Regions from separate parts of the Mus musculus genome. Here regions 1, 2 and 4 are each linked to region 3. A link is a contact called in public Hi-C data. All regions are on one chromosome and are shown on one strand. The core of a region is the stretch at or near the end of the contact, and the rest is flanking DNA. Distances in the headings are between cores, read along the strand shown.

Region 1 (7,762 bases), core at 3,490-5,989, 190 kb before region 3:
TGAGATTCTATCTTACACTGGTCAGAATGGATAAGATAAAATACTGGCAGGGATGTGGAGCAAGAGAAACATTCCCCCATTGCTTATGGGAGTGCAAACTTATACAACCACTTTGGAAATCAAAGTTGGTGGTTTCTCAGAAAACTGAGAATAGTTCTACCTCAAGACCCAGCTATACTACTCCTGGGCATATTCCCAAAAGTTCCACCACCCGACAAAGACACTTGCTCAACTATGTTCATAGCAGCTTTATTTATTCATAAAAGCTAGAAACTGGAAACAACCAAGATGTCCCTCAACTAAAGAATGGATAAAGAAAATGTGGTGCATCACACAATGGGATATTATTGTTCAGCTATTAAAAACAAAGACTTCATAAATTTTGCAGGCAAATGGATGGAACTTGAGACTCTCATCCTAAGTAAGGTAACCCAAAGCCGCAAGGCCATGCATAGCATGTACTCACTTATAAGTGGATGTTAGCCATAAAATACAGGATACCCATGCTGTATTCCTAAGACCCAGAGAAGCTGAACAGAAGGAAGGCATAAGCAAGGACACTTGAATCTCACTTAGAAGGGGAAATAAAATAGTCATGAGAGGCAGATGGAGGGAGGGAACTAAAAAGGAGGTGGATGGGGGCGTTCAGGATCAGGTGTGGGGGGTACAGTCAGATGGCCATGAGAATGAATGGAAATCTACAACTGATGGAGGAGGTGTGTGTGTGGGGGGGTCATCTTCAGGATGAAACAGAGACCTGGGGTAAGGGATGCATTCAAGAATCTATGGGGCTGACCTTAGTTGTGACTCACAGCACTGGGGATATGGAACCTGAAGAAGCCACCTCCTATAGCCAGGCAGGAACCCCAATGGAGCAATAGAGACACCAACACATCCACAAAAATTTTGACCCGAAATTTATCCTGTCTATGAGAAATGCAGGGACAGGGGATGGAGCAAAGCCTGAGAGAACAACCAACCATTAACAGGCCCAACTTGAGGCCCATCCTATGGACAAGTTCCAATCCCTGATACGGCTAATGATACTTTCTTATGCTTGCAGTCTGGCATAGCTGTTCTCTGAGAGGCTCCACTCAGCACCTGACTCAGACAGATACAGACACCCACAGACAAACAGTGGATGGAGCTTGAGGACCTTTATGGAGGGATAGGAGGAAGATTTATGGGCCCCCAAGGGGATGGAACTCTACAGGAAGACCAAGAGAATCAACTATCTTGGAACCTTGTGGCCCTCAGAGACTGAACCAACCAAAAAAACATATGCAGGCCTCCCCACACATATGTAGCAGATGTGCAGCTTGGTGTTCATGTGGGTACCAAATGGGAGCAGGGGCTATCCCAAAAGCTGTTGACTGTGAGATATGTTCTAGCTGGGCTGTCTTGTCTGCCTCAGCGGGAGAGGATGTGCCTAGCCTCACAGAGACTTGACTTGCCAGGATGGGAGGGATGCCCAAGGGACTCTCACCTGGAGGAGAAGGGAAAAGATGGAAGGATTGTGTGAGGAGTAATCAGGAGGGGGGCAGTGAGTGGGATATAAAATTAATAAGTAAAAATAAGGATAGCAATTAAAATGTCCCATTCAGGGCTGAGGGGTATAACTTAGTGGTAACATGCTTGCCTGGCATGCATAAGACCTTACGTTCCATCCTGCAGGCATGAAACACAACTCTCAACTAAAATAAATATGAAAGTTTATTCTGGAATAAAATATGAGGGACAGATTCAGTTTGCCTCAAATACCATGTTCTAAAATAGTAACATCTTCATGATGTTTTCACAGCTACAGAACAAAATAGTCATAAAACCAAAGGTATTTTTCAAATACATTGGTTGGAACATAAAATAGGCAGATTCCAGCAGAGCAGGGCAGTCTATGTTTACGTTTCAGATGCTATCTGATGCCATTCTTAGCTTTCAGCTTGGTAGAAGCTAGTAGTCTGTTAACACAGCCAAATGGGTCCACATGAAGTCACAAGGATGTTACAGGAGACACAGAGGTGGGCTACAAATGGCTACAAAGATAGCCCAAGATAATTTAGCTCCAGGCAGACAATATTCCAACCCTCCATAAATATCAAGTTCTAAGTCCTAATAAGACTTGTAGAATTATTAACACAGGTGTGGCTATTTTCTGGAAACTTCAGTTCCTAATCCCTAGCACTGCAAGAAAAAAATATGCTCACTACATGTTAATATATATAACATCTTTCATAAGAAATTTTACTAAAGTCGGAAAAAGGCAGCCAGATCTCTTATGTAATCTAGAAAACTCTGCCTCTGGGAAAAGGGAGTTGAAGAAACAAAGATCATGGCATTAATATACATCACACTACAAATGTCCACCCTGATGTGGCATAGGTATACAGCATAAAGCCAGGCTTTAACCCCAAGGCAATTCTAGAAAGCAGAGAAGATCTGTCAATAGCAAGATGCACATGAGAAATCAGTCCATTGTAACATTGACAAAGGACAAGTTTGACAAGACAGTAACCCAGCAACCAAAGACTTGAAAGAGGGGACAGAGAACAAAGAGTCAAGGTTTTAAAACTAGACCTTAGGCAATGTGATGGCTATTCTTGGTTGTCAACCAAGAATTATCTCTGGAATTAACTAAAACCCAAGCAGCTGGATACACCTGTAAGGGATTTTTTTCTTAAATCATTTGAAGTGAGAGGACCTATTTTTAACCTATTTTGGGGGTAGGAAGATCCACCTTTTAATCTGGGTCACACCTTCTGCTAGAAATCTATAAAGGGCATGAAGAAATGAAAACAGAAGCTGATATTTCTGTCTGCTTGCTCTCACAAGCAAGTCCATTCCATTCCTTCACTGGCATCAGAGCATAGTACTTTAGGATTCCACTGTATACTGAAGATGAGCTGAGACATCCAGCTTCATGCGCTCAATTCTTGGACCTTCTGTTGGTAGGCAGCCATTCTTAGACCACTCATAAGCCATTCTAATAAATCCCCTTGAGAGAGAGAGAGAGAGAGAGAGAGAGAAAGAGAGAGAGAGAGAGAGAGAGAGAGAGAGAGAGAGAGAGAGAGAGAGAGAGTTTCTATAAATTCTGTTCCTATAGAGAACCCTGACTAATACAGATTTAGGTGCCAGAAGTGGTTCTAGAGCAACAGGAGTACAGGGATGAAATTTTTTTTCTTTTTTTTTTTTCTAGACAAGGTTTCTCTGTGTAGCCCTGGCTGTCCTGGAACTCAGTCTGTACACCAGGCTGGCCTCGAACTCAGAAATCCACCTGCCTCTGCCTCCCAAGTGCTGGGATTAAAGACGTGCACCACCACTGCCTGGCTCGGGATGAAATTTTTAAACTTAATATTTTTATGATTATTTGGAATTTTCACATACTGCACCCTGATCACATTCACTTTCCAGTCCTCCCAGGCCAACCCCCCCCCCCAACCTAATGACCTCCTCCAAAACAAAAGAAGGAAAAAAGTTACCAAGTCCAATTTGTCTTGTCCACATACTCACTAGCGCATGGGCAAACTCTCAGTGGCCAGTCCCTTAAAGAATACTGAGTTAGTGATAAATTTTTTAAGTGTCTGGAATAGGCTTTCCAAATTGCCGACACCTACAGTAACCAAAGCCTCTTCAGTTACTGCAACCTCTCCTGGGAGTTGGGAGAACACTGAAAGCCCATGATGTAAAATAAACTGTTATTAGCTTAAGTACACAAACGCATTTGATCATCCTGATTTATCAATTGGGACTTGGTGATTCTGTATATAAAACTTTTGACAATTTGTAGAAAAAGTAAGGAAAATGATACTAGTCAGTAGCTCCTGCACTTCTGGATAAACTGATGAAGGAAAAGAATGAGTGCCGCAGACCCTTTGGGTCCCTTTGTCTGCGTTGAACGGGTCTCTGGGTGCAGATGGGCAAGGAGTTGGTGGGTGACAGACAGACCAACATGAGAGATTGTGTAGAATCTGAATGTATGTCACAAAGTGAACACCAGTCTTATATAGTACAGAAAATACAAGGGGTCGGAAGTCACAGCAGGCAAGGTACATTGAAGTTACCTGATACAAAACAAAGGAATGACTACAAAGGGACTTACAGGAACCAGGTAAATGTTTACAGTAAAGATAAAGCAGTCCTGCCTAGGGTCAGCTTAGTGACAGGTAAGGATTTCACACTCTAGTGCTATACCTTTGAACCCTGTGAAGGCTAGCACCAGGGGGTTCTGCTCTTGGCAGACCTCATGAATAATGCAATATCCCAACCCCCCTATTTCCTAGGCCTTGCTAAATTCTTATATGAGCGTAACTTTTAAGTATCTGGAGAATCTCCATTTGTCAGAAGAATTCACCAACTTGCTTCTACTGTAGCCTGTACTGAAGATTTCTATCTCAGTGGGATTCCCTGGCTCTTTCCGCAGACCAGCCTTTTGCGGCTTTGGCTCCGTCTTTTGTAATGCTTAATTAGTTACTGAATAGGTAACTTCCTTACTGCATTCTTACAGGATTCTAAGCTTGTAGGCTTCTAGGACCTTGGAACACTGGGGAGACTTAACTATATCAGAATTTAATCTTACAAAGCACTTATAATAAAATAATACTAAAAGAGAGCACGTGGATCCATACACCAGACTAACGCAGGAATAAAAGGGTATGAGTATATGTGTTAATGACAACACCAAAGCTCCAGGAGGTGAGTTTCCGTGAAACTCTTTGCCTCATGAGTGGCTTCTAGGCTTTTCAGCCTGTCAAGCAGACTTGACTAGAGGGCGTGGCAAATGAGCTCTGTGATTAACTAACTTCCAGCTTCTCAGTATACGAAAAAGGGCAGCAATGAACCCAGTAATAAAATTGACCAGCTCCGAATTCACAGAACAGTCGAAAGATCTCTAAGTGTGTCTGGAAGGGAATCTTCTCTCCAGCAGCTACAGAGCTCAAGTTGTGGAAAACTGAAAACCTTAGTATAAGGTTGGCCGAATTTCAGTGAAAATTCAAGTGCCAGACCCAGAGAGTGTCACCTTTTAAAGTAAGGGCCTACCCCACTTGGGGATCCATCCCATACACAGTCACCAAACCCAGACACTATTGCAGATGCCAACAAGTGCTTGATGACAGGAGCCTGATATAGCTGTCTCCTGAGGGGCTCTGCCAGTGCCTGGCAAATACAGAAGTGGATGCTCACAATCATCCATTGGATGGAGCACAAGGTCCTAGGGGTCTGAAGCCCCACAGAAGGAACATCAATATGAACCAACCAGTACCCCCAGAGCTCCATGGAACTAAACCACCAATCAAAGAAAACACATGGTGGGAGATGTGGCTCTAGCTGCATATGTAGCTGAGGATGGCCTACTCAGTCATCAATGGGAGGAGAGTCCCTAGCTAGGTCCTGTGAATGTTCTATGCCCCAGTATAGGGGAAGGCCAGGACCAGGAATGGGAGTGGGTGGGTTGGGGAGACGGGGGAAGGGGGAGAGGACAAAGGATTTTCGGAAGGGAAACTAGGAAAAGGGATAACATTTGAAATGTAAATAAAGAAACTAATAAAAAATTGTATACAAGTGTGAAATTCTCAAACACTAGAAAGAGGAACTTAAAACTTGTTCAATTTTTTTTTTCATTTCCACCTTTTTTCATTAACACCATGGGAAGCAGTTCTATTTTCTCAACAACAAAAAAAAAGTAAGGGCATTAATTGGTAAAGAATTGGATCCTATAACTTGGGATGAGAATGTGCAGGAGTATCAAACAGAGCAGTGATTCTCAACCTGTGACCCCCTTGGGGTCAAATAACCCTTTCACAGGGGTCTCCTAAGACCATTGGAAAGCACAGATATTTACATTATGATTCATAACAGTAGCAAAATTACAGTTATGAAGTATCAATGAAAATAATGTTATGGGTGGGGTGACCACATCCCACATCATAAGGAACTGTATTAAAAGGTCACAGCATTAGGAAGGTTGAGAATTCAGCTATAGAAGCTGAAAAGGTTGAACCCTCAGATTCTCAAGGGTTTTCTCACCTGAATCTCTTCACTCTCAACAGAAGATGCATACCCCCAACTGTTGGAGATTGGTTCTAGTGCTTTGATTCAATCAGGAATCTGTGTGCCCAATTGGTAAAGGTTCTTGTACCTTTGGTTGGTTTTTGATCAATCAATAAAGATGCCAATGGCTAATGGCTGTACATAGGGTGGGACACTTGGAGTTGTGCAGGCAAGAATGCAAAGAGAGATGGGACAGAATCGCCATGACTGGGTGAGAAGAATGGAATGCAGTAGCCCAGAAGATAACACTAACCAGCCATGTGAGAGTTTGGGTAAATGGTCACTGGCCACTTCCCCGACTGGGCCTGGAGTAGCAGGTTTAAGAATGCCCAGCCTTGAGGTAGCCAAGACATTTAAAACTAAGCTAATGTGTGTGTGTTTCATTCGTGAATCCAAAGATAGTTCCTGGGCAGGAGCGCGAATGCGATCCACTGGGAGCCAACGCGGTGTAGTGAAAACTCCCACAACACCCAACCCTATGCCCATTCCCAGAAAGATTGCCTTTTTCACCTTTGACTAAGGAAATTTAATCCTTCATTGTCTACTAAACCAGCAGTGACTTTCTCTGAAGGAGATGCCAGGCAAGACAGTATTGATGTCTCTCAGAGCCCACCAACAGTTGCCTCCAGACCTATAACCAGACTAAAAGCTCAGCAGGTTCCAAGAGGGAGATGGAAAGTACAGTCCATGAAGAGTTCCACTTCACTTCACTGCACTGTACTACACTATGCTACACTAAAGAGCTTCATGAGTTTGCTAATTCATTCAAACAGAAGTCTGGGGAATATGGGAGGGAGTGGATTTTAAGGGTATGGGTTAATGGTGGAAGGAACATAAAACTGTGGTCAGGCTAAGGTTATTGATATGGGCCCTCTGAGGGGAGATTGAAGATGGAAGCTCACACAGTTAAAACTAAAAGGGTGTCAAAAGTTTGAAAGCTGAATGCCAGTGGTGTACACCTTTAATCACAGCACTCGAGAGGCAGAGGCAGGATTTCTGAAGATTAAGGCCAGCCTGGTCTACAGAGTGAGTTCCAGGACAGCCAAGGCTACAAAAAGAAACTCAAAAACAAAACAAAAAGCAAAGCAAACAAACAAACAAAAAAACAAGTTTATTTGAATGACTGAAGCAGTTGTCAAAGGGTGATCTACTAGAAAGGATTCTGGAGATGCCTGATAGCTCTTGACTTAATATTGATAAAGGGATTTTAAAACTCCTTGTAATATTACCATGGTATGCTAATCCTCTACAATGGGAAGACGCAGACAACATGCCCTTCACTAATCCTATAAAAGATGCAAAATGGTGAGACGGGCACCAGCACATTGGGAGAGCTTTGTTGTCACCCTTATCCTTGTGCCAGATCTTATTTAGGGCTGGAGATGCTGTTACTTAACTGTATTGGATGAATTAAATGCAATGGGTGTAATTGTGTCCCAGTATAGCAGGGGCTAGGCAGCAGCACTGGATTGCCAAAGGCAAGGTGATCATCATTAGCATAATCAGCAGCACCGCACAGCAATGTTCATACATAATGGGCAGTACAGGCATCGAATTTTATAGTAGCATGACTCACATAGACCTTTGTTACTGGCTAATCAATCATGGTGCCTCCAGACGTGAAACAGATAAGAAGCCTACTGAAGTTCTGTTTGATCTGCATAAGCAGAAAAATTCTCAAACAAATGAAAGAAAGGCTACACTGTATTGAGACAAA
Region 2 (7,468 bases), core at 4,073-6,572, 160 kb before region 3:
AATGACAGAGATTTACCCACTACCTGATCAGCCTGACAGGGATTCTCTATGGTGATCTCAATGGCTTTGTTGGGAGCAGAGGTCATCAGTTCCCAGGTGTTATACAGAAGAGCATCAGCCTTCGTCGGCCAGACCCAGAAGGTCATAGAGATTTTCCTATGGAAGAGAAACTTGTGGATACTGATATACCTCGATGAGGCAGAGTAGAGCTGTCAACCCAACAGTGTCCACAATTTGGGCAGGGCCCTGGCAGGGACAAGAAGGCAAGGGACAGTTCTTTGCCTAGTGATCAACATTACTACACTTGAAGTTAAGTGTATCAGAACTTTTGGCTACTTTGTGGGTTCCTTCTCCTTCTGCTCTTTTCTATCTCTTTACTTTCTCCCTCTCAACCCCCTAACATTAGGTAGGATAGGAAGAAGAATAGAGGAGAGAGAAAGGGGGGGGGATCTTCAAAGTCAGGGGTAGGAAAGGGTGTGATGATATTGTTAGACTGCTTCCTGCTGATTAAGTGCATTAAGTTCCTTAGGGCAAGTTTGATCTTCACCATCAGGATAGCTAATTTCTTCTTCTCACCTCTTTGTGCATGGCAACCTGCAACCAACAGCATCCAACCACCAACTGGCCAAACAACCAAGCGGCCCCTTCTATGGGGCTCTAGCATTTATACAACCTCTAAAAAGTGTCCAGAATTCCAAAACATCATACACTCGCAGAAACTATCTGCAGCTGGCAAAATTATGCCCCTGATAGAGCACAGGGCAAATCATAGTCAGCTGTTGTGAAGCAGCCCCATATCCCCATGCCTGGGATTAAAACATAATCCCATAATATTTCTGTGTTTGTGGTGTTTTGAATATGCATGGCCCAGGGAGTGGCACTATTAGAAGATGTGGCTTTGTTGGAGGAAGTGTGTCACTGTGAGTGTGGCCTTGAAGACCCTCTTCCTAGCTGCCTGGGGATGCCAGTCTTCTCCTGTTTGCCTTCAGAACAAGATGTAGAACTAACAGCTCCTCCTGCAGCATGCCTGCCTAGGTGTTGCAATGCTCCCACCTTGATGATAATGGACTGAACTTGTAAGCCAGACCCAATTAATGTTGTTCTTATAAGAGTTGCCTTGGTCATGGTATCTGTTCACAGTAGTAAAACCCTAACTAAGAGTGTTTTGTTGTTGTTGTTGTTGTTGTTTTAAGAAATCAAAATTCTCACTACAATTAAGCTCCAGGTATAGTCTATTGGTGCTTGTCATCTTTGGAAATAGCCTCAGCTGCTGCTACCAGAAGCTCGTATGTCTATCAAAAGGAGCCTTTTGATTAATCACCTTAAATGTCATATTCAGCAGATCTCTTAGAGGTTTGTGGGCCATCATCTACTATATTAAGTATATCCAATTTTAAGCAAACTTTACTTGCTTTTGTTGTTGTTGTTGTTGTTACCCTGACAACATATACAGAAGGCTAAAATTTATCCTTGTAAATGACATTTGTACTTAGCAAGACTTTAAGCATGGCTCTGAGCATATTAAAAAATTTGATCACTTATAAGGTGACTGCTGATTAACTTATGTAACGAATCTTTGACAGTTTACAAGCTATCCTAGTTACTGTTCTGTTGCTGTCAAGAGACATCATAATCTCAGCAACTCTTTAAAAAGAAAGCATCTAATTGGGGTTGACTTACAGTTTCAGAGGTTTAGTCCATTACCAATGTGGTAGGAAGCATGGCAGTGGGCAGGTAGACATGGTGATGGAGAAGAAGCTGAGATCCGCAAGCAGCAGGAAGTAACAATGACACACTGACCGGGCTTGAGCTTCTGCCACCTCAAAGGCCACGCCCTAGTGACACACCTCCTCCAATAAAGTCAAACCTACTCCAACATAGCCTTGCCTCCTATTCTTCTCAAGTATCTCAAGTAGTGCCACTTCCTGATAACTAAGCATTCAAATATATGAGACTGTTGGGCCTGACTTAGCCAAAGTTCTAATGTTGTGAAGAAACACCAAGACCCAGGTAACTCTTATAAAGGAAAACATTTCATTAGGGCTGGCTTACAGATTCAAAGGTTTAGTCCAGTATCAACATAGTGGGAAGAATGGAAGCAGGCAGGCAGCTGTGGTGCTGGAAAAAATGCCGAGAGTCCTACATCTGGATCTACAGAGAACAAAGAGAGAGGGTGACACTGGGCCTGGCTTGAGTATTTGAAACTTCAAAGCCCGCCCTCAGTGACACACTGGGAATCAGAGTCCTTTACAAGAGCAAAGAGTTCTCTTAACCACTAAGCCACCTCTCCAGTCCCTCAAACCAATAAAAAAATAAATAAATAAAGGCAAGCTAAGGAGGTAAGGGTGGGCAGTTGAGTGATAAGACATAGTTTTATGATTACTGTCAAAGTTGACATCCTGAATCCTTATGGAGGAGGAAGGACAGTGATGAAGATGGCAAGCATGAGAGTTCCTGAGTGAGGTAACAGACATTTCTATCTTTTTGGAGACTAGTCTTTATTATTTTTATTTATCTGATTGTGTGGATGAGTGCCTTATGTGTCCAGATTCCCATAAAGACCAAAAGAGGGCATTGGATGTCCCAGAGATAGAGTCACAAGTAGCTGTAAGGGAGTCCCCATGTCTTAGTCAGGGTTTCTATTACTGCACAAACATCATGACCAAGAAGCAGTTGGGGGGGAAAGGGTTTATTCAGCTTACATTTCCACATCGCTGTTCATCACCAAAGGAAGTCAGTAGTGGAACTCAAGCAGGTCAGGAAGCAGGAGCTGATGCAGAGGCCATGGAGGGATGTTCTTTACTGGCTTGCTTCCACTGGCTTGCGCAGCTTGCTTTCTTATAGAACACAAGACTACCAGCCCAGAGATGGTACCACCCACAAGAGACCCTCCCCTTTGATCACTAATTGAGAAAATGCCCCACAGCTGGATCTCGTGGAGGAATTTCCCCAACTGAAGCTCCTTTCTCTGTGATAACTCCAGCCTGTGTCAAGTGTAAACACAAAACTAGCCAGTACACCCCATGAGTGAATCTGATGGGAATATAAGTGGAGAAGATGCAAACAGAGCTTTTCTTTTGTTTTCTTTCTTTCTTTCTTATTGGGGGAGGGGCGTTCCCTTGGAACCAGAGCTAGGAGCTGGCTGTGAGCAGCAATGTATGTGCTGGGAACCAAACCAGGGTCTTCTGCAAAAGCAGGTGGCCTTAACTGGTGAGCCATTCCTTCAGCCCCCTGAGGTGCTTATCTTTAAAAAAAAAAAGTTACGTTTTATTTCTTCTGTGGGCATGAATGGGTACCACAGGACCCACACAGAAGAAAATCAGAGGAAAATCTGTGGAAATCTGTCCTCTCCCTCCACCATATGGACCACAGGAATTGAACCCAGGTAATTGGGCTTGGTGGCAAATGCCCACTGAGTCATCTTGCTGGCCTGAGATTCATTGTTGACATTCCCTGTGGATATGAAGTTATTCAACTTATAATGATTCATGTAGTCATGCTTTGTTTTGTTTTGCTGTGTCTGTTTAATTTGAGTTTTGGCTTTTAGTTTCATCAAACCTTCCCTCACAACCCACAAGGACTTTCTCTTGATGTTTTTAGCACTCAGAAAACCTTGATATGGTTCTATTCGGGTCTGTTTGTTTTTCTAGGCAGGGTTCTCTGTGTATCCATTGCTGTCCTACAACTCTCTCTGTAGAGCAATCTGGCCTCAAACTCAGAGATCCACCTGCCTCTGCCTCTGCCTCTGCCTCTGCCTCTGCCTCTGCCTCTGCCTCTGCCTCTGCCTCTGCCTCTGCCTCTGCCTCTGCCTCTGCCTCTCTGCCTCTGCCTCTCTGCCTCTGCCTCTCTGCCTCTGCCTCTCTGCCTCTGCCTCTCTGCCTCTGCCTCTGCCTCTCTGCCTCTCTGCCTCTCTGCCTCTCTGCCTCTCTCTGCCTCTCTCTGCCTCTCTCTGCCTCTCTCTGCCTCTCTCTGCCTCTCTGCCTCTCTCTGCCTCTCTCTGCCTCTGCCTCTGCCTCTGCCACTGCCTCTGCCTCTGCCTCTGCCTCTGCCTCTGCCTCTGCCTCTGCCTCTGCCTCTGCCTCTGCCTCTGCCTCTGCCTCTGCCTCTGCCTCTGCCTCTGCCTCTGCCTCTGCCTCTGCCTCTGCCTCTGCCTCTCTGCCTCTGCCTCTGCCTCCAGAGTACTGGGATTAAAGCCATGCACCACCACCAACTAGCAGATAGGGTTCTTCAAATGTCCAGCTATCTTGCTTCTGTTGCAGCTACACAGTTCATGCAGATGTTTTCCAGATGTCCAGATACCTGTCATTTGTTTTGGCTATCTGATCAGTTCTGATTTCATAGGCTGGTTTGCTCACTGCAAATCATTCTTTCCCCCATAGATGCCAAGATCTTTTGGAGTTTGTTGGTGGGGTTGGTCTGAATCTTTTCCGGGTAAGGAATTGTAGTGGCTATTCCTAGTTGTCAACTTGACTATATCTGGAAAGAACTACAATCCAGAATTGGAAGGCTCACCAGTGACCCTAATCTGGAGGCTGGGAGATATAAGTTTCTGACCTGGATCTTGGTATGGAGATCTTGAGGCATAGTGGCTATGGATTCCAGAAGATTAAGACAGGGAGATCTCCAAATTCAAGGTCATCTGGGATTAAAGGTGTGGTGGCACACACCTTTAATCTGGGCTACACCTTCTGCTGGAGACCATATAAGGACATTGGAAGAAGGAAGGCTTTCTCTCCCTCTCCTTCCCCTGCTTGCTGTGTGGGACTGAGCAACTGCTAGATCCTTTAACTTCCATTCAGCTGCAGCTGACCATTGTTGGGAGTTGGACTGCAGACTGTAAGTCATCAATAAATTCCTTTACTATATAGAGACTACCCATAAATTCTGTGTCTCTAGAGGATCCTGACTAATACAGGGGTATAGAGACTGTGAATCATACTGTGCAGCCTTGGCTCACCTGGAACTCACTATGCAGCCCAAGCTAGCCTAAAATTCTTGGCATTTGTCCTGTTTCAACTCTCAAGTGCTGAGATTGTAGGTGCACACACCACTCTGTCCACCTAAAATCCAAGATCCGGGGTGAGGGTTGTAGCTCAGTAGTTGATGCTCGTCTAGCAAACACATGGTCCTGTGCGGGAAGCAGGTGTGGCTGCAGGCCCCGTGAAACCCACCTTGCCCGAGCATGCGCAGTGAGGCTGCATGCATGGGCTGCCTGCCAGGCTGTACTGTTCCTCGTGAACGGGACCTGTCAGTCTATCTGTGAAAGATCTGAGCTCATGCCTGGAGCGAGTATGAATTCTGATTGGATGAGGTGGGGTGGAGCTAGAAGGAGATGAGTCAGCGTGAGTGTTGTAATAGGAGTAGTTTTAGTCCTTGCCATGAGTAGAAGTAGTAGAAGAGAAGCTGTTGTAATAGGACTGGTTTAGCCCTTGCCCTAGGTAGGAGCCAGTAGTAGAATAGGAGTAGTTTTAGCCCTTGCCTTGAGTAGAAGTAGTAAAAGAGAAGCTGTTGTAATAGGAGTAGTTTTAGCCCTTGCCATGAGTAGAAGTAAGAGAAGCTGTTGTAATAGGAGTGGTTTAGCCCTTGCCCTAAGGAGAAGCTGCTGGGGAAGAGAGCTGTAAAAGAAAAAGCCCGAAGTAAAGTTGCTGCGTGAACCCGACTTGGTGTCTATGTCGTTCCTGTCTCCATGGAGACTGGGACAGTCCTGGGTTCAATCACCAGAAGGATGCCATGCCACACACCTGTAATCCTAGCAGTTGAAAGGTGAAGGCACAAGGATCAAAGTTCAAAGCCAGTCTTGGCTATATAGCCTGTTTGAGGCTAGCCTGGGATACATGAGACCATGTCTTAAATAAATACATACACACATAAATACAAAAGGACACAAATATATAAATACATAAATTATTTATGTATACATTTTAGTTAAAATATAATTAAATTACTTTCTCCCTTCCCGTTCCTTCCTCTAGACCATTCCTCCAACTCCTTCCATGTCTCTCCACTTACAGTTTGATAGTCTTTTCTTCCCCAACTAAAATAGTGTGTGTGTGTGTGCATGTGTGTGTGTGTGTGTGTGTGCATGCACAAATATGTAAGTACAGTGTGCTGAGTCTATTTTTGTTGTATATGTATATGGTTTCAGATCTGGCCACTTTGTATCGGACAGTCAATTAAGAGGTGCATCCCTGGGAGAGACTAACTCTCCCTCTCTCTCAGTAGTCATCAGTTACCTATAATTCCTTGTTCAGAGTTATGATCCCATGGCATTTTCCCACTTCTATGTTACCATGTCTACTGATACTGCCTTTGTTCAGATCTTGTTTATGCAACCATTTCTAGGAGAAGTCATTTCACAGCACAGCTTTTCTTTGCTTTGCTCTTCTTTCTTCTTTTCTTTCTTCCTTTTCTTTTCTTTTTTTTTTTTTTTTCATCCTGGCCCTTAGACCCTTTCCTCCTGAAGTTCCCTGAGCCACAGATGCAGGAACCATCATGTAAATGTATCCATTGAGGCTGGGCTCCCCATGACCTCATTGATTTACCCATTGTGTCCAGCTGAAGTTTCCTGTGATGGACTTCATTTGCTGTAAAAAGAAGCTTCTTTGATGAGGGGTGGTAGCTATGGTTCTCTGTTCATATAAGGATAAGATTTAAAATGTAGTTAGGAATTATGCTGGTCTAGCAAAGCAGCAGTGTTAGATGTGCCTCTAAGATTCATAACTTCACTGGGTAGTGGTGCACACCTTTAATTCTAGCACTTGGGGCGGGGGGCAGACGCAGGTGAATCTGCCTGCCAGCCTGGTTTACAGAGTGAGTTCCAGGACAGCCAGGACTACACAGAGAAACCTTATCTTGAAATACAAAAACAAAAACAACAACAACAACAACAACAAAACTGAAAGATTCAGTGCTGTGACCCCCAACCCCCAGCTCCATAGTCTGGCCATGACCCTGCCCATGTTCACCAGGCCTGCTGCACCAGGAACATTCAGGTTAGATCTTCACTTCACACCACCCCTGACCCTGACCCAATCCCCTGTCCGCCCAACTCCATTGTCCAGCCACAGATCTGCCAGGCCTGATACACCAGGAATAGCCAGGTTAGATCCCTTCCTACCCCAATTCCCTGTGGCATACTCAGCTGCCCTGAGACATGCACTGTCACCTGAGTACCATTGTCAAGCTCAAGGATGCCCACCCAAGGACTACTACCCTGGAAACATCCAGGTTAGACCCCCTTACTGAGACCTGCTACACCAGGACCATCCAGGGACAACCAGATGGCTAAAGGCCAGCGTAAGAACACAGTCAACAAAAGCTATAGCACTATGGCATGTCTATGGCAAAACTTGCCTACTACAGCAAGCCCTGGATATCCTAACACAATGGAAGCACAGGAAAATCATCTTAAATCCAATCTTATAAAGATGATAGAGGTTGTTAAAGAGGAAATGAATTAATACCTTAA
Region 3 (7,559 bases), core at 191-2,690:
CAAAGGAAATGGTGTAAGAAACTGAGTCTGAGTGCGCATCTCTGTAACTGCCACACTTTGAACCGGACACAGGAGGCTCGGCTGTTCAAGGCCAGCCAGGGACACATGAAGCCCTGACTTTAAATAAATAGGCAATTAAATAAAGGAGAATAGCATGGTATTTGCTAATAACTTGTGACTATCCTTCCCTATACTTTTTCTAAAAATATGCAAAGAAGGCATGGTGAGTGCAAACGTGGACAGCTGTTCAGGGAGGAATAAAATCTCTCCACATGTTCAGCAGAGATGAAATCTTTTTTCCCCCAAATTATTTTCAATCTTCAACGGGTTTAACCTGTAACTAGAGGCCATGGACTCAGATCCCGTCGTGGTAAGAACAAAGCCCAAACAAGCTCAGCCTGAAAGATGGGAGAAGGTTTGTTACTCGCTGCAGGCAAGGAGAGTCGAGGGAGGGGAGTTACTGAAAAGCGAGGTCCCCAGGAACAAAGGAAGCGTGAGGACCACGTTCAAGGAGTCTATACATATTCATGTAGGGGCTGGCCTATAATAAATATGCAAGAGCAAGGAGCACAATTCCGAGCATGCCCAGTTGGGGAGTACACCTCTGAGCATGCTCAATGACGGAGGCCATTTCTGAGCATGCTCAGTTAAGAAATACACGTTTAGGCATACTCCGTGTAAGGTTGTGACCGCATGTTTGAAAAAATTTAAAGAGATAGACAGGAATGACTCTGAGCATGCTCAGTTTGCGCCATGACGGTTTACCTGAAAAGAAAGGAAAGGACACAATATAAGCCGCCTAATACCGTAGTTGCCCTTGGAAGTGCCTGCTAACAAATGATGCAGTGCTCAGGGCTATGGAGGGTGGATTTATATCTGACTCTTCGTTTGTGTACCTGAAAAATGGATATTGTCACTTTGCGTGAATTGTGCTCTACTTTGTTTTGTTGCTGTGGGCTTGAAGGGGGAGGGTTTTTCTGTGCTGCTGGAAATGGAATTTAGGACCCTGTACATGCTAGATGTTCTACCGCTGAGCTACAGCCTTAGCCCTCTGTGTTGTTGGTTTTTTTTTTTTTTTAACTTTAATGTAGATGTGAGAGCCATGGAATATACATCGTACATGCATAGCTGAATTTTCACAAAGTGAAGCCTGTCTATGACGCAGAGGCCTTGCTCCAGAAAGAGACCATAATCTGAGCAGGGCGATGCACACCTGGAATCCCAACACTTGGGAGGCTGAGGCTGGAGGATTGCTGTGAGCTTGAGCTAGTTTACATAGTAAGCTGCAGACCAGCCTGTGTTACAAAGTGAGATCCTGTCTCAAACAAACAAACAGAAGCACAAACCAGGATGGGCAGAGAGCGTCCATTAATGCCTGTACCTATAATCCACTCTTTTCCCTAGTTCCATGGCATTCCAAGATATCTGAACTTCCCCCATACACACACACACACACACACTGCCCCCTACAGGACTGAAAATTAAAGGGTCCACAAGGCCCCACAGGTTATACAGGTAGTAATAATTTCTGGGGGAGCACCCTGTCCAGCCAGCTAAGCTGCTTGCCAGTCGCCAAGGAAGCTTCAAGATGCAGTTTTCATGTTTTGGGTGATACAGCTGCTTTGGAGTCACCCCTGCTCCCAAAAATAACCCCTGCCCCATATGCCTCTAAGTAAGCCAGATCAGCTCACTGGTCCACTAAACTAGACTTGGGTGGGGGTTTTCTTTTCTTTTTTTTTTTTCAGTCTTTTGTGGAAACAGCTATACTGGCTGGTTTTGTGTGTGTGTGTGTGTGTGTGTGTGTGTGTGTGTGTGTGTGTCAACTTGACACAAGCTAGAGTCATCAGAGAGGAAGGAGCCTCCCTTGAGGAAATGCCTTCACGAGATCCAGCTGTGAGGCATTTTCTCAATTAGTGATAATGGGGGAACAGCTCAGCCCATGGTGGTCCTGGGTTTTATAAGAAAGCAAGCTAAACAAGGCATGGGAAGCAAGCCAGTAAGCAGCATCCCTCCATGACCTCTGCATCAGCTCCTGCCTCCAAGGTTCCTGCCCTGCTTGAGTCCCTGTCCTGACTTCCTTCATGATGGACTGTGATCTGGAAGCGTAAGCCACATGAACCCTTTCTTCTCAAACTTGTTTTTTGGTCATAATGTTTTCTTCACAGCAATAGAAACACGAAGACAACAGCTTGTTCTGAAAATCCCTCTGGTCCTCAGAAACTGCACTTTTGCTAGACATTGAACCAAGTTAATAATGTGCTTTGAGCCGGGCATGGTGGCACATGCCTTTAATCCCAGCACTCAGGAGGCAGAGGCAGGCAGATCTCTGAGTTCGAGGCCAGCCTGGTCTACAGAGTGAGTTCCAGGACAGCCAGGGCTACACAGAGAAACCCTGTCTCGTAAAACAAAACAAAACAAAACAAAACAAAAACAAACAAAACAAAACAAAAAAGTGCTTTGAGACCATTTAAAACTATGTAGTCAGTGAAATGGCTCAACAAGTAAGAGCACTGGCTGCTCTTCCGAAGGTCCTGAGTTCAAATCCCAGCAACCACATGGTGGCTCACAACCATCCATAATGAGATCTGACCCTCTCTTCTGGTGTGTCTAAAGACAACTACAGTGTACTTATATAAATCTTTTTTTTTTTTTAACTACGTAGTCAACCTGCTACTCAAACTATATACTCAGCCTGTTTCCGTTTAATTTGCTTTTAAGAAAACAGTGGAGATTTAGCTCAGTGGTAGAGTACTTCCCTAGCAAGCCCAAGGCTCTGGGTTCAGCCCTCAGCTCCAGGAAAAAACAAACATAATAATGTCCCTTAAAGGCCTGTACAACATGCCTGGCTCAACTTTTTTTTTTTTTTTTTGGTTTTGTTGTTGTTGTTTTGTTTTGTTTTTTTCTTGTTTTTCTTTTCTATTTTTTTATTTGTTTTGTTTTGTTTTGTTTTGTTTTCCAGACAGGGTTTCTGTGTGTAGCCCTGGCTGTCTTGGAACTCACTCTGTAGACCAGGCGGGCCTTGAACTCAGAGATTTGCCTGCCTCTGCCTCCCGAGTGCTGGGATTAAAGTCAACTTTTTTTTTTTTTTTTGGAGACAGGGTCTTAGGTTAATTAATGCAGCCCAGGCCTGCCTTGAACTAACGGCAATCCTCCTGCCTTCTAGTCTTCTGAGTTCTGGAATTATAATGTTCACCACACATCCAGCTTTAAATGAGGCTTTACTGGGCCACAAACAAACAATGTTCTCATAAGAGTTCCCAGACTGGGGCTGGCGAGATGGCTCAGTGGTTAAGAGCGCCGACTGTTCTTCCAAAGGTCCCGAGTTCAAATCCCAGCAACCACATGGTGGCTCACAACCATCTGTAACGAAATTTGATGCCCTCTTCTGGAGTATCTGAGGACAGCTACAGTGTACTTACATATAATAAATAAATAAATCTTAAAAAAAAAAAAAGAGTTCCCAGACTGTCTTTGAGGAAGCAAGTGGAGGCAGGGGAATTGAGAGCTTGAGTCCAGCCTGCCAAGTTGGACTACAAGGCCCATTCGAAAAAACCACAAACAAGCCAGGCATAGTTGCACATGCCTTTAACCTCAGCACTTGGGAGGCAGAGGCAGTCAGGACAGGCATATTAGCAGTTGTCTTTGGCCGCCCACCCACCCAGGTGTATTGGTGGCAGTAGTCCTTGGCTCAGGATTTCTGCAGAAGTCCCATCAAAGTCGTTGGCATTTGTCAGGTGGATTTGCTCCTGAATTTGGGGTCATTTGTTTAGCTGGCAGGAAGGGCTTCCTGTTGCCATGGCAGGAAGACCATATAGCAATCAGAGCTGAACATGCAGGAAAGTCCGACAATTATTTATTTATTGGCAGCACTGGGAATTGAACCCTGGACTTGGTGCATGATAGGCAAGTGCTCTACCACTGAGCCCTATCTCCAGTCCTCCTTTGTAACCAATGAATGAAGCAGGTGACAACACCTGCCTTTCACTAAAGATGGAATGCAAGGCTGGAAAATTTGGCCTTTTAAATTTTTTAATAAGTCTCAAAGCAGGGCGTGCTTAATTTTCCCAGTAATAAATTGTGATGATACATGAGCCACATTGTCTGCCAGAGCTCATTACTCAGTGTCCAGATCGTCACTGGGGGCTGGAAGTACAGGCAGTCTACCCAACAGCACAGCCCTCTGCAAGAAAGCAGATATTTGATCTTTTTTTTAAAAAGTGTCCTAGAAATGGCAGGAACCTTCTCCAAATGCAAATTTCCAAACATCCTAAGTCAGGGGCTGTTATGTGACTTGTCCTGGGGACACATGGGCAAATGTCTGGTCAGCCCAAGGGGTGGCACCAGTGAACACCTGTGCCGATGTCAAGTTAAGACATCAGAAAGGATCTTTCTCTTGGAATATTTTTTTTTTTAAGATTTCTTTATTATTATACATAAGTACACTCTAGTTGTCTTCAGACGCACCAGAAGAAGGCATCAGATCTCATTACAGATGGTTGTGAGCCACCATGTGGTTGCTGGGAATTGAACTCAGGACCTTCAGAAGAGCAGTCGGTGCTCTTACCCACTAAGCCATCTCACCAGCCCTCTTGGAATAATTTTGACCAAGAGTGAGCCCACATTTGAATTCTCCACTTCTCTTCCTGTGTCTTCAGTTGTTTGTATAGTTTTGTGATCTGTGGCCTGTCATCTGTTGTGTGTATGATGTCTGTCTGTCCCTAACAAAGGGCATTGTTCTGGATGAATTGAACAGCACAGAAAACCTGGTGTGGGAAAGGAACGAGGAATATGTTTTTACAGAGTTCTTTTTTACTGTACATAGCCCTGGCTGTCCTGGAACCCAATATTTATGTAGCCCGGGCTGGCCTTGAACTGAGAGATCCACCCCCACTTTGCTTTCTGAATATACAGTATGTCTTCTGTTCTTTCAGAGGACACTGGGGAGGCAGAGGCAGCGGGATCTCTGAGTTCCAGGACAGCCATGGCTATACAGAGAAGGCCTGTCTCAGAAAACAGTTAACAAGGGAAGAAATCTCTTTACTGCTTCCCCACCAGCACTTAAAACTAACAATATTAATCAACCAATATCTACATGATGCTTCTAATACTTATGGTGACTACTTCTTTTGTCAAAGGTCCCTTTCAATCTGTTAGCTACTTTCGGCTCATCATTAGCACAGCATCCACATCCCTCGGCCAGGGACATGGGACCATGTACATAGTGCAAGTTAAAGCTATGCATTTAACTTAGATAATGAAAGCTGATTAGTGGGAAGTACAATGCATAGAACAGTTGGTTACATTGTTTTCTCTTACTAAAGGTTTTGTGTTTGTTTGTTTTTGTTTTCCCGATACAAGGTTTCTCTGTGTAGTCCTAGCTGCCTGGAACTAGCTGTGAAGAACAGGCTGGCCTCAAACTCAGAGATACCCCTGCCTCTGCCACCCCAGTAGGTCCTCTGAAAAAACAGTATGCATTCAGGGGGGAAAGGCAGGTGTATTTCTGAGTACATGAGCAGCCTGGGATACATAGATATTGAGTTCCAGGACAACCTAGGCTATGTACTGAGACCCTGTCTCAAAAACAAAACAAAACAAAAAATAAACCTCTAAAATGAAAATAAATAAATATGTAAAAACAAAAACAAACACACACACACACACACACAAACCAACCAAACAAAATCCAGACTGGAGAGATGGCTTAGAACTTAGGTGGGTAAGACCTCATATTATACTCTCAGAGGACCCAAGTTCAGATCTTAGTACTTACATTAGGCTTCTCACAAGTGCTTTTCTGTAACTCCAAAGGTAGTGAACGTGTGTGTGTGTGTGTGTGTGTGTGTGTGTGTGTGTGTGTGTGCTGGGATCCAATTATCCAGGCACCAAAACAAAAAGACACATTTAGAGCTGGACAGTGGTGGCACACACCTTTTTTTTTTTTTTTTTTTTTGGTTTTTCGAGACAGGGTTTCTCTGTATAGCCCTGGCTGTCCTGGAACTCACTTTGTAGACCAGGCTGGCCTCAAACTCAGAAATCCACCTGCCTCTGCCTCCCAAGTGCTGGGATTAAAGGCGTGCGCCACCACGCCCGGCCGCACACACCTTTGATCCCAGCACTCTGGAGGCAGAGGCAGGGAAACCTCTGGGTTCAAGGCCAGCCTGGTTTACAGAGTAAAAGTTCCAGGACAGCCAGAGCTAAAGAGAAAAATAACTGTCTCAACCCCTCCCCACACAAAAATAAAAACGCAATAACAACAACAACAACAAAAATTGGTGACACTGGAGCTGTAGAGATGGCTCAGTGTTAAGAGCCTTCCAGAGGTCCTGAGGTCAGTACCCAGCAACGGAGTGGTGGCTCGCTATCAGCTGTCTTGGGATATCTCAGGATCTGATGCCCTCTTCTGGTATACAGGTGTATATGCAGAGAAAGCACTCCTACATAAACATACATTTTAAATCAATGTAAAACCATAAAAGCTGGTGAAGCTAGGTGAAACAGGTCTTGTAGTCCTAGCACTTGGGAAGTACTCTTCAGTTCCTCAACTATACAGCAAGTTTGAGGCTAGTCTGGGCTATATTTTATATATATATATATATACATATAAAATGGATGGATGATTGATACCTGGATGGATAGATAAAAGATAGACAAGCAAAATAAATCTGGGGCTAGAGAGATAGCTAAGCCCTTGCCAGATAATCCTGGTGACCTGAGTTTGATCCTAGGTACATAGGTAAAAAGAAAGAATTCCATGAAGTTGTTCCTTGATCACCACATGTGAGACATGACACATGGACCCTCCCACCCAACACACACACACCCTATACACAAAAATATATTTTTATTTTTAATTTATTTATGTATATAGGTATTTTACTTACGTGTATGTTTCTGTACTGTGTACTACATGTGTGCCTGGTGCAGAAGCCAGAAGAGGGCATGAGATCTCCTGGGACTAGAGAGTTGTAAGCCAACATGTGGACGCTGCCAATCCAACTCAGGTCCTCGGGAAGAACAGCTAGTGCTCTTACCTACTGAGCCATCTCTCCAGCTCCTAAGTAAATGTGTTTAAACTGATAGATTTTGTGTTCCACCTATCTGAGCAGAAGAAAACTATAGCTGTTAAAAAATGCACCAAGGATGGCTAAGTGGTGGTAGCACAAGCCTTTAATCCCAGCCCTCAGGAGGCAGAGGCAGGAGGATTCCTGAGTTCAAGGCCAACACCTGGTCTGCATAGTGAGTTCCAGCCAGGGATACATAGAAAATCCCTGCCTAAAAAAGGGAAAGAGAGAGAGGGAGGAGAGAGGAGAGAGAGGAGGAAGGAGAGAGAGGAGGCAGAGGAGTGAGAGAGAGAGCAGAGAGGGGAGAGAGAGAGGAGAGAGAGGGGTAGAAAGGGGAAAGAGAGAAGAGAGAGGAGTGAGAGAGAAGAGAGAGGGGACAAGAGAAGGGAGAGAGAGGAAAGAGAGGGAGGAGAGAGAGAGAGTAGCCCAAGCCTTTAATCCCAGGCCTCAGGAGGCAGTGGCGGAGGATTTCTGAGTTCAAGTTCAACTGGTCTGCAT
Region 4 (6,966 bases), core at 1,261-3,760, 140 kb before region 3:
CAAACCAAGGGCAGCATGCAGGGCTGAGTCCCACAAGAGCTAGGGAAGGATGGGCAACTTCCTCCAACCTTGAACTTGGGTATCCATGAGTATTTCATGTGGCTTTGCGTGTTAGGGTGTGCATGAACCATTTGGGCTTTTTGAAGAGTTTGGGAAAACTGAAAGGACCTTGAAGTTGTCACTAGACACCCCCAAGACTAAGTTCTGAGCACAAAGGAGATTTATTTGCCCTGGAGGGAGAAAGAACAGGAAAAGGGGGACAAAGACAGAAGACATAGGACAGAGGGAGAAGAGGAGGGAACAAGGGAGGAGGAGAGAGGTGGCAAGGGAGAGGGGGAAGGGATATTTACCCTGAAGGGACAAAGGACTGCCTCCCGATAGAGAAGAAACAGATGTGGCCCATAGGTAAATGGCAGTTTATAAGGAAAAAAGGAGAAGCCCCCATGTTAGGATGAGGTGTTTAATTTGGATTATGTTAGTTAGGGTAGTAAAAAGGGGGCTTTTGGCTGCAGGACTTTAATAGTTTGAGTGCTGGACCTTAGTAGTAAGCCTCAGGAAGAGGAAGTAGCCAAATAAGGGGATAGACCTTGTGACTAGCTTTAGGAATGTCATCTAGCAGATGTAGCAAGGCAGAGGGAATGGGGAAGAAGAGCAAGGCCTTCCAGAACCATGTTTGCCATGCTCAGACCTGCTAGAGATATTCTTCAAAAACATTTAGGTGTAAATTTTACTTTAGTGTCAAAAAAACAAGAACATGGGGACTTACAAGTGGACTTTACACCATTTCCTATGGGGGAACCAGACCTCATGAACATAGTCGAAGAGCCATCAGTGTCTACGTGTGTGTGTGTGTGTGTGTGTGTGTGTGAGAGAGAGAGAGAGAGAGAGAGAGAGAGATTTTTAAATTATTTGATTAACATGTATTGTGTGGAGGTCAAAGGACAAATTGCAGGAGCTGGTTCTGTCAGTCTGAAGCAAGTGCCTTTGCCTGCTCAGTCACCACCCCAGCCCTCTACTGTGCTCATGAAGAAAATTTTCCTAGAGTTATTTGGTTTAAATTAAAAGGTTCAGTTGAACATGGTAGCATAAGCATAAGGTAATCCCAGCACTCGAAGGATGGAAGTCAGGTGGGTCAGGAGTTCAAGGCTAGCCTTGGGTATGAAGCAAGCTTGGGGCCAGCCTGCACTACATAAGACCCTTCCTCACCCTCCCCCAACAGAAAGAAAAGGAAAGCATTATTTTGTAATCATTTTTTAATTAGGTTTTAGGAGCTGGAGAGATGGTTCAGCAATGAGGAGCACTTGCTGTTCTCGTGTGGACACAGGTTTGATCCCCAGCACCCATGTGGCAGTTCACGATCATCTGTAATAACTCCAGTTTCAGAGGATCCAATGCCCTCTTCCAGACTTTACCGGCACCAGGCATGTATATGGAATGCAGATATACACACAGGCAAAACACACATACAGAAAAAATAACAATAGTGAGGAGGAGGAACGTGCAAGATGGGCTTGGCAGCACACACTGTAATCTCAGATCTCAGGAGGCTGAGGCAAGAGATTTGCTTTGAATTTGAGGCTAAACTGGGCAACATAACAAATAATATTAGGCCAGCTTGGGGCTACATAATGAGGCTTTGCCTCAAACCTAAAAACGAAAACAAGCCAAATACAATATGAAGATATTGATCTTTTCAGATCTGGAAAACTGAGATTATTTGGTTGATTATCCAATTTGGAAGAGGAGAAAAGTGCTGACCATTGACTGTAAAACCTCTCCCAAGAACTCAAATCGACAGGCCAGAGAGATGGTTCCATGAGTAATGCTACTTGCCACCAAAGCTGACGACTTCAGTTCAGTCCCAATAATGGAAAGAGAGAACTGACTCCCACCAAGTTGTCCTTTGACCTCTGTGTGTGTGCGAACATACACACACACACACACACACACTCATAATTGTTGAACAGGCTGAATACTGCCAGCTCCCATGTATGATTTTACCCCCTCCCATCATCCCATAGGGGCAGAAAAGTAGATAACACTGCAAATAATGTCCTTTCTACTACTGAACGCTATGTGAAATGTTAAGGCCTAGGTAACTGTTGCCTGTCTAGCCACCCATTTTGTGCTGTTGCTAATGTTATAAAGAAACTTTCTCATGTACTGTTACTAGGAAACTTTCTCGTGCCCAAGTTGCCTGCATATTCTGCTGTGTTCTGTGCTTTGGTGTTCTTGGAAACCAATCACAATAGAGTTCAGTTAGAGCTGCTTTATATAGTTCGCCACAATAAGCTTGGAACTGAACCAACCACCTGACAGCACTTCCTGCACCTGTGTATGAGCTTTTACGGTCTTTGCTTTTATAAGTTATCCCTGGGATGGACCCCAACATAAGAGGGACACCTGCACCAATATAAGAAGTCATTTGGAGTAAAACTTCCACTTTGAGTAGATGTTGAATAAAGTTTAAGTTTCCAAGACCTCCCTGAGAATTAACATCCTACTTAGCTGAAAGAGTCATGTACATGGGTAACTACCAACCTGGTTGACAAGTTAAGACATGAATGTTAGGCAATCCCATCCTGGTAGGCAAGATAGGACATGAACGTTAGACAAGGCAAATCCCCCACCACAGCTGAATACCCCAACCAATGGGAGCAAGATAAGTGTACAACAAAGACTTGTTCCTAAGGAAATCCCCAACCCTAACTCCTAATTGATGGAATACCTTGGCATAGATATTGTGAATTTCAGGTTTAAAAGCTCTATAGGGAGCTGGAGAGATGGCTCAGTGGTTAAGAGCACTGACTGCTCTTCCAGACGTCCTGAGTTCAATTCCCAGCAACCACATGGTGGCTCACAACCATCTGTAATGGGATCTGATGCCCTCTTCTGGTGTGTCTGAAGACAGCTACAGTGTGCTCATCATATGTAAAATAAATAAATAAATAAATAAATAAATAACATCTTTTTTTTAAGAGCTCTATAAGATTCAACTGGGTGTATGTATCAGTTCAGCTCTAGAGTCGGGACTGCATCCCTGATCGATCAGTGGGGGGCAGGGGGGGTGTTCAGTAAACCAGCCTTGTTTGACTGAGATCTGTGTCTAAGTGCTTTGTGTGGCAATTCCCAGACCCCAACAGGAACCATGTCCTATTGACTATCATTTTTCGCAGCTGAATATTAACGTGCATTTCAATAAGAAGCTTTCATTTCAATGTAGGTTGTACAATAAGTGTACAATTCAATTTTACTTACTTTAATGCTTAAGACATTTCTTATCAACATAGATCAGCACACAGTGAATGCCATATTGAAAGAAGTATTTTGTTTTACGTAATCCTGACAGCCATGGTAGGAGGCAAGAACATCCTGACTGATTCTTGCTTGTTTTGGTTGGTTGATTGGTTTCTGATTTAGGTTTTGTCCTTCTTGCTTTTGAGACAGGGTCACATGGTGTCCTAGCTCACCTTCATTCATTATCCTCAGGGAAACAGGTCTCTAAAGATACTTTTAAATTGGAATAATATTTTACATAATTCCTGTCCTAGAAACCAGACTTAAAAAGATAGAATTTTTTAAATGTGTCTTTAATAAGGTATTAAAACTGCACCTTTGGGGGCTGGAGAGATTCCTCAGCGGGTAAGAGCACTGACTGCTCTTCCAAAGGTCCTGAGTTCAAATCCCTGCAACCGCATGGTGGCTCACAACTACCTGTAATGAAACCTCATGCCCTCTTTTGGTGTGTCTGAAGTCAGCTACAGTGTACTTATGTATAATAATAAATAAATCTTTGGGCCTGAGCAAGCAGGGACTGAGCAAATGAAGCCAACCAGAGCCAACCTAAATAATTCAATTCCCAACAACCACATGAAGGCTCACAACCATCTGTACAGCTACTGTGTACTCACATATATAAATAAATAAATTTTTAAAAAAAAACTGTACCTTTGTGTTGTAGGGTTTGGATGCCAACAAGAAAAGTTCTTGTGTGCGAATACTTTTCTTGCTGATGGCCAGACTTTGTAACATGAAAATAAGGAACTTGATTTTTGAAACACTTGATTGTTTCAACTGTTTTTAAATTTTTTTAAATTAGTTTTGTCTTCTAAAATTATGGTTAGGCCCTATGACTTCTTCATTCTTAAAAAAATGATGCTTTATTTTGATATTACAAAAGGAACTTTAAAAGATTATAGTTAAATATATAAAGCTATGGGGCATTTTAAAAGTTGTTAAATGTTTTATTGGAGTGTTTTTATTAATGTTTGATGGTTTTAATAAAGTAACTGTAATGATGATTGAAACTATAGTGACTTTAGAAAGTTGTAATGGACAATAACAATCAAAGTATGGACCCATAAAGGGAGACAAATTTGGTGGAAGAAGCTCAGGTATCCCTATGGTGGTGGCTGTGAATCTGGTGATGGAAATGGCGGAGATGGTAGCAGGTTTTAAAATAAAACAGAAACAAACGGGCTACAGTTCTTAGGAAGGGAGAGAATGAGGAGTTGTCAGGAAAGATGCAGGTTACTTTGAGACAGTCATTCCAAATGCATTAGAAGGACAGTAAAAATCTGCCACAGAAGGAACGATGGTCCATAATCAGAAAAGTTACTGCAGCTTAAACAGGAAACCCTCCCTGTTCAGGACTGTCATAGCCACAGTTTGCAAAAAGTGCAGCTATTGATTGATGCAATATGATGTCAATTAGATGTACATTCCTGAGATTTTTTTTTATGCTGTAGCCTTTTCTTTTTCTTTTCATTACATCTGGTATATATTGCTCTGTAAATTATGGTAATAATATCAGGAATGAAAATTAAGAAATTTGTTAATTTAAAATTTTAAGAGGTTTACAGCCTTAAAAAGGCTAAGAGTCACTGGCTCTTGAGTTTGCCTGAGCTCTGGCAAGGCTCCAGCAAGCCCAAGGAGCAAATAAGTGCTCTCTCAGCCGAGATCCTTGCAGGTTTTCCTAACTAGTTAACCTAGTTTTCCTAACTAGTTAACCTCTTCCTATCCTGATGCTGCTTTCAGCTTAAACTGAATCATATAAGAAACTGTTATTTTTTATTATATGTTTATTTATATTTATTCTACTAGAAGAGCTTCAATTCAAAACTGTAGTTTTAAAGTTCAAGCCTAACAAGGATTGATAGCCTTGAAGATGTTCAAATTCTTTAATATGTTCAGAAATATATTTAAAATCATGCTAAGTACTGATGCAGTTAATTTCAAGATTAAAGCTTTATTTAGTCTCTTGTCTTATGTTTGAAATGTGGAGTTTAGAGCAGATAACTAAGAACAAATGAAAATTGTTTAACTCAAATATGTTAGGCAGGTACTAGCCCTCAAACCAGTTAGAGAGCTGCTAAAAATGGTATTTAATATGTTTAAACTTACCATGACAGAGACTACCAAACAGTGACAGACAGGCAGATAGGCACACACAAACACACACATACACACATACACACACCCGAGGTCTCCACACTGACAAAGGACACTACCTGGATTGTGGTATGATAACCACTGGGCATAACTGCTCCAATGCCTTGCCTGCTGCCAGGGCCCAGCCTGAACTGGACAAACAGAGAACACTGGAGCATTTATTGCCACATGTTGCCAAGACAAGGTGAGGACAGTCTCTCCCATGTTCCTTCTCCGCCCAAAAGAACCTCTTCATCTTCTGGGCCTGATGTCCAAAGATTGCCTCGGCTCTTAGTGCCATAGAGACACAGGAGCCTGTGATAACTGTCTGGGTAATAAAATATGGACTAGTCTCTGTTACTTTAATTTATCCTTCTTCAGATCCTTGATCACATTGATAGCTAAGTTAATTGTAAGTTAATTGACAGCTAGAAAACAACAGGCAACTAGCTCCTCACCTCAAGGTAATCCACTACTGTGATAGTTCATTAGTCAATTCATTAGTTAGTTAAAAGTACTACGTTTCTTACTAAAAAGGGCAAACAGGTTTGCCTTGCCCACAAGCTTCATATTAAATGACTGCTCTCCATAATGAGCTGCCTATGTCTTACGGCAAAGAATTAAATAGAAAAAGTTTATTTAAGTTCTGATGATCTAAAAAGATGTTTAAGAATCTAAGATGGTGTTTTAAGATATATAAATGCAAGTTATATGGGTATAAAAATAATTTAAGATATGTACAAAAAGGGGAAATATTTTATATTTCTTCCATGCTATTGTTATGCCAAGATTTCAAAATTCAGAACTTTAATATTGATCAATGGAGTTCTGATAAGTTGATGGAACACTGGCAGTTTACAATTAGTCACAAGCTCAAGATTCTAAATTCCCTTTGGTTTCTTCTGAATATAGACTTCAAGGTGCTTCTCTTAGCATAACAATCTCTGTTCAACCTGTATATCTACCCCTCTGGACTGAGAAAAGTGTTCATGCTTTGTAACCCAAACTTATAGCTTTTACTAGGTTTCAAAGGCATGAGTCTACTCCTATTATCTTATAGACACCTGTTAACTACTTTTTCTAAAATATATATTTCTTTTTTTTTTTTTTCTTAGCTTTTTTTCGAGACAGGGTTTCTCCGTGTAGCTCTGGCTGTCCTGGAACTCACTCTGGAGACCAGGCTGGCCTCGAACTCAGAAATTCACCTGCCTCTGCCTCCCAAGTGCTGGGATTAAAGGCGTGTGCCACCACGCCCAGCTTAAAATATATATTTCAATACAATAGTAAAGCTAATGCATATCCTTTTGTAGACTAAAGTTCATATAAGTTTCAGGGAATCAAAAAGTCGTAAGATTTGGATCCACCTTTTATGGTGTGGGACCATAAAAGACAACCTGTTTTCTGGGTTTCTGGCCGAGCGAGACTTACTCCGGAGACCCAGTAGAAACTCTGCAAGGGACGGAACAGTGAGCCATGCTCCCAGAAAGACATGCTCCCAGTCACATGACCGGACCAAGGGCTCTCGCCCGTGTGGGA

The links. Hi-C and Micro-C count contacts between places; a contact is called where the count stands out from the background.
Region 1: a contact with region 3 is called in a Hi-C map of stem cell-derived primordial germ cell-like cells, with 1.9 times the contacts expected there. The contact joins two enhancer-like sites. A contact is called at or near these places in 3 of 484 Hi-C or Micro-C datasets (embryonic stem cells, liver and stem cell-derived primordial germ cell-like cells) and 1 of 115 datasets of contacts at active chromatin or transcription factors (embryonic stem cells).
Region 2: a contact with region 3 is called in a Hi-C map of cumulus cells, with 2.9 times the contacts expected there. The contact joins two enhancer-like sites. A contact is called at or near these places in 2 of 484 Hi-C or Micro-C datasets (cumulus cells and embryonic stem cells).
Region 4: a Hi-C map of double positive thymocytes shows a contact between it and region 3, with 3 times the contacts expected there. The contact joins two enhancer-like sites. A contact is called at or near these places in 1 of 15 datasets of contacts at CTCF or cohesin (large pre-B cells), 13 of 484 Hi-C or Micro-C datasets (B cells, CD4 T cells, Sertoli cells and 9 more) and 4 of 115 datasets of contacts at active chromatin or transcription factors (embryonic stem cells and extraembryonic endoderm stem cells).

The regions. Positions count from the first base shown.
Region 1 is chrX:13,413,223-13,420,984 of GRCm38.p6, reverse strand. No RefSeq gene overlaps it. Among named protein-coding and RNA genes, the nearest start is that of Nyx, 44 kb to the left of the region's middle. Within about 2 kb of position 4,739, at least 5 of the 459 cell types and tissues checked have an H3K27ac peak or open chromatin away from gene starts, as enhancers often do. A contact at or near this core is called in stem cell-derived primordial germ cell-like cells, where this site is marked.
Region 2 is chrX:13,384,390-13,391,857 of GRCm38.p6, reverse strand. No RefSeq gene overlaps it. Among named protein-coding and RNA genes, the nearest start is that of Gm34661, 40 kb to the right of the region's middle. Within about 2 kb of position 5,322, at least 16 of the 459 cell types and tissues checked have an H3K27ac peak or open chromatin away from gene starts, as enhancers often do.
Region 3 is chrX:13,223,907-13,231,465 of GRCm38.p6, reverse strand. No RefSeq gene overlaps it. Among named protein-coding and RNA genes, the nearest start is that of 2010308F09Rik, 20 kb to the left of the region's middle. Within about 2 kb of position 1,440, at least 357 of the 459 cell types and tissues checked have an H3K27ac peak or open chromatin away from gene starts, as enhancers often do. A contact at or near this core is called in double positive thymocytes and stem cell-derived primordial germ cell-like cells, where this site is marked.
Region 4 is chrX:13,365,810-13,372,775 of GRCm38.p6, reverse strand. No RefSeq gene overlaps it. Among named protein-coding and RNA genes, the nearest start is that of Gm34661, 22 kb to the right of the region's middle. Within about 2 kb of position 2,510, at least 15 of the 459 cell types and tissues checked have an H3K27ac peak or open chromatin away from gene starts, as enhancers often do. A contact at or near this core is called in double positive thymocytes, where this site is marked.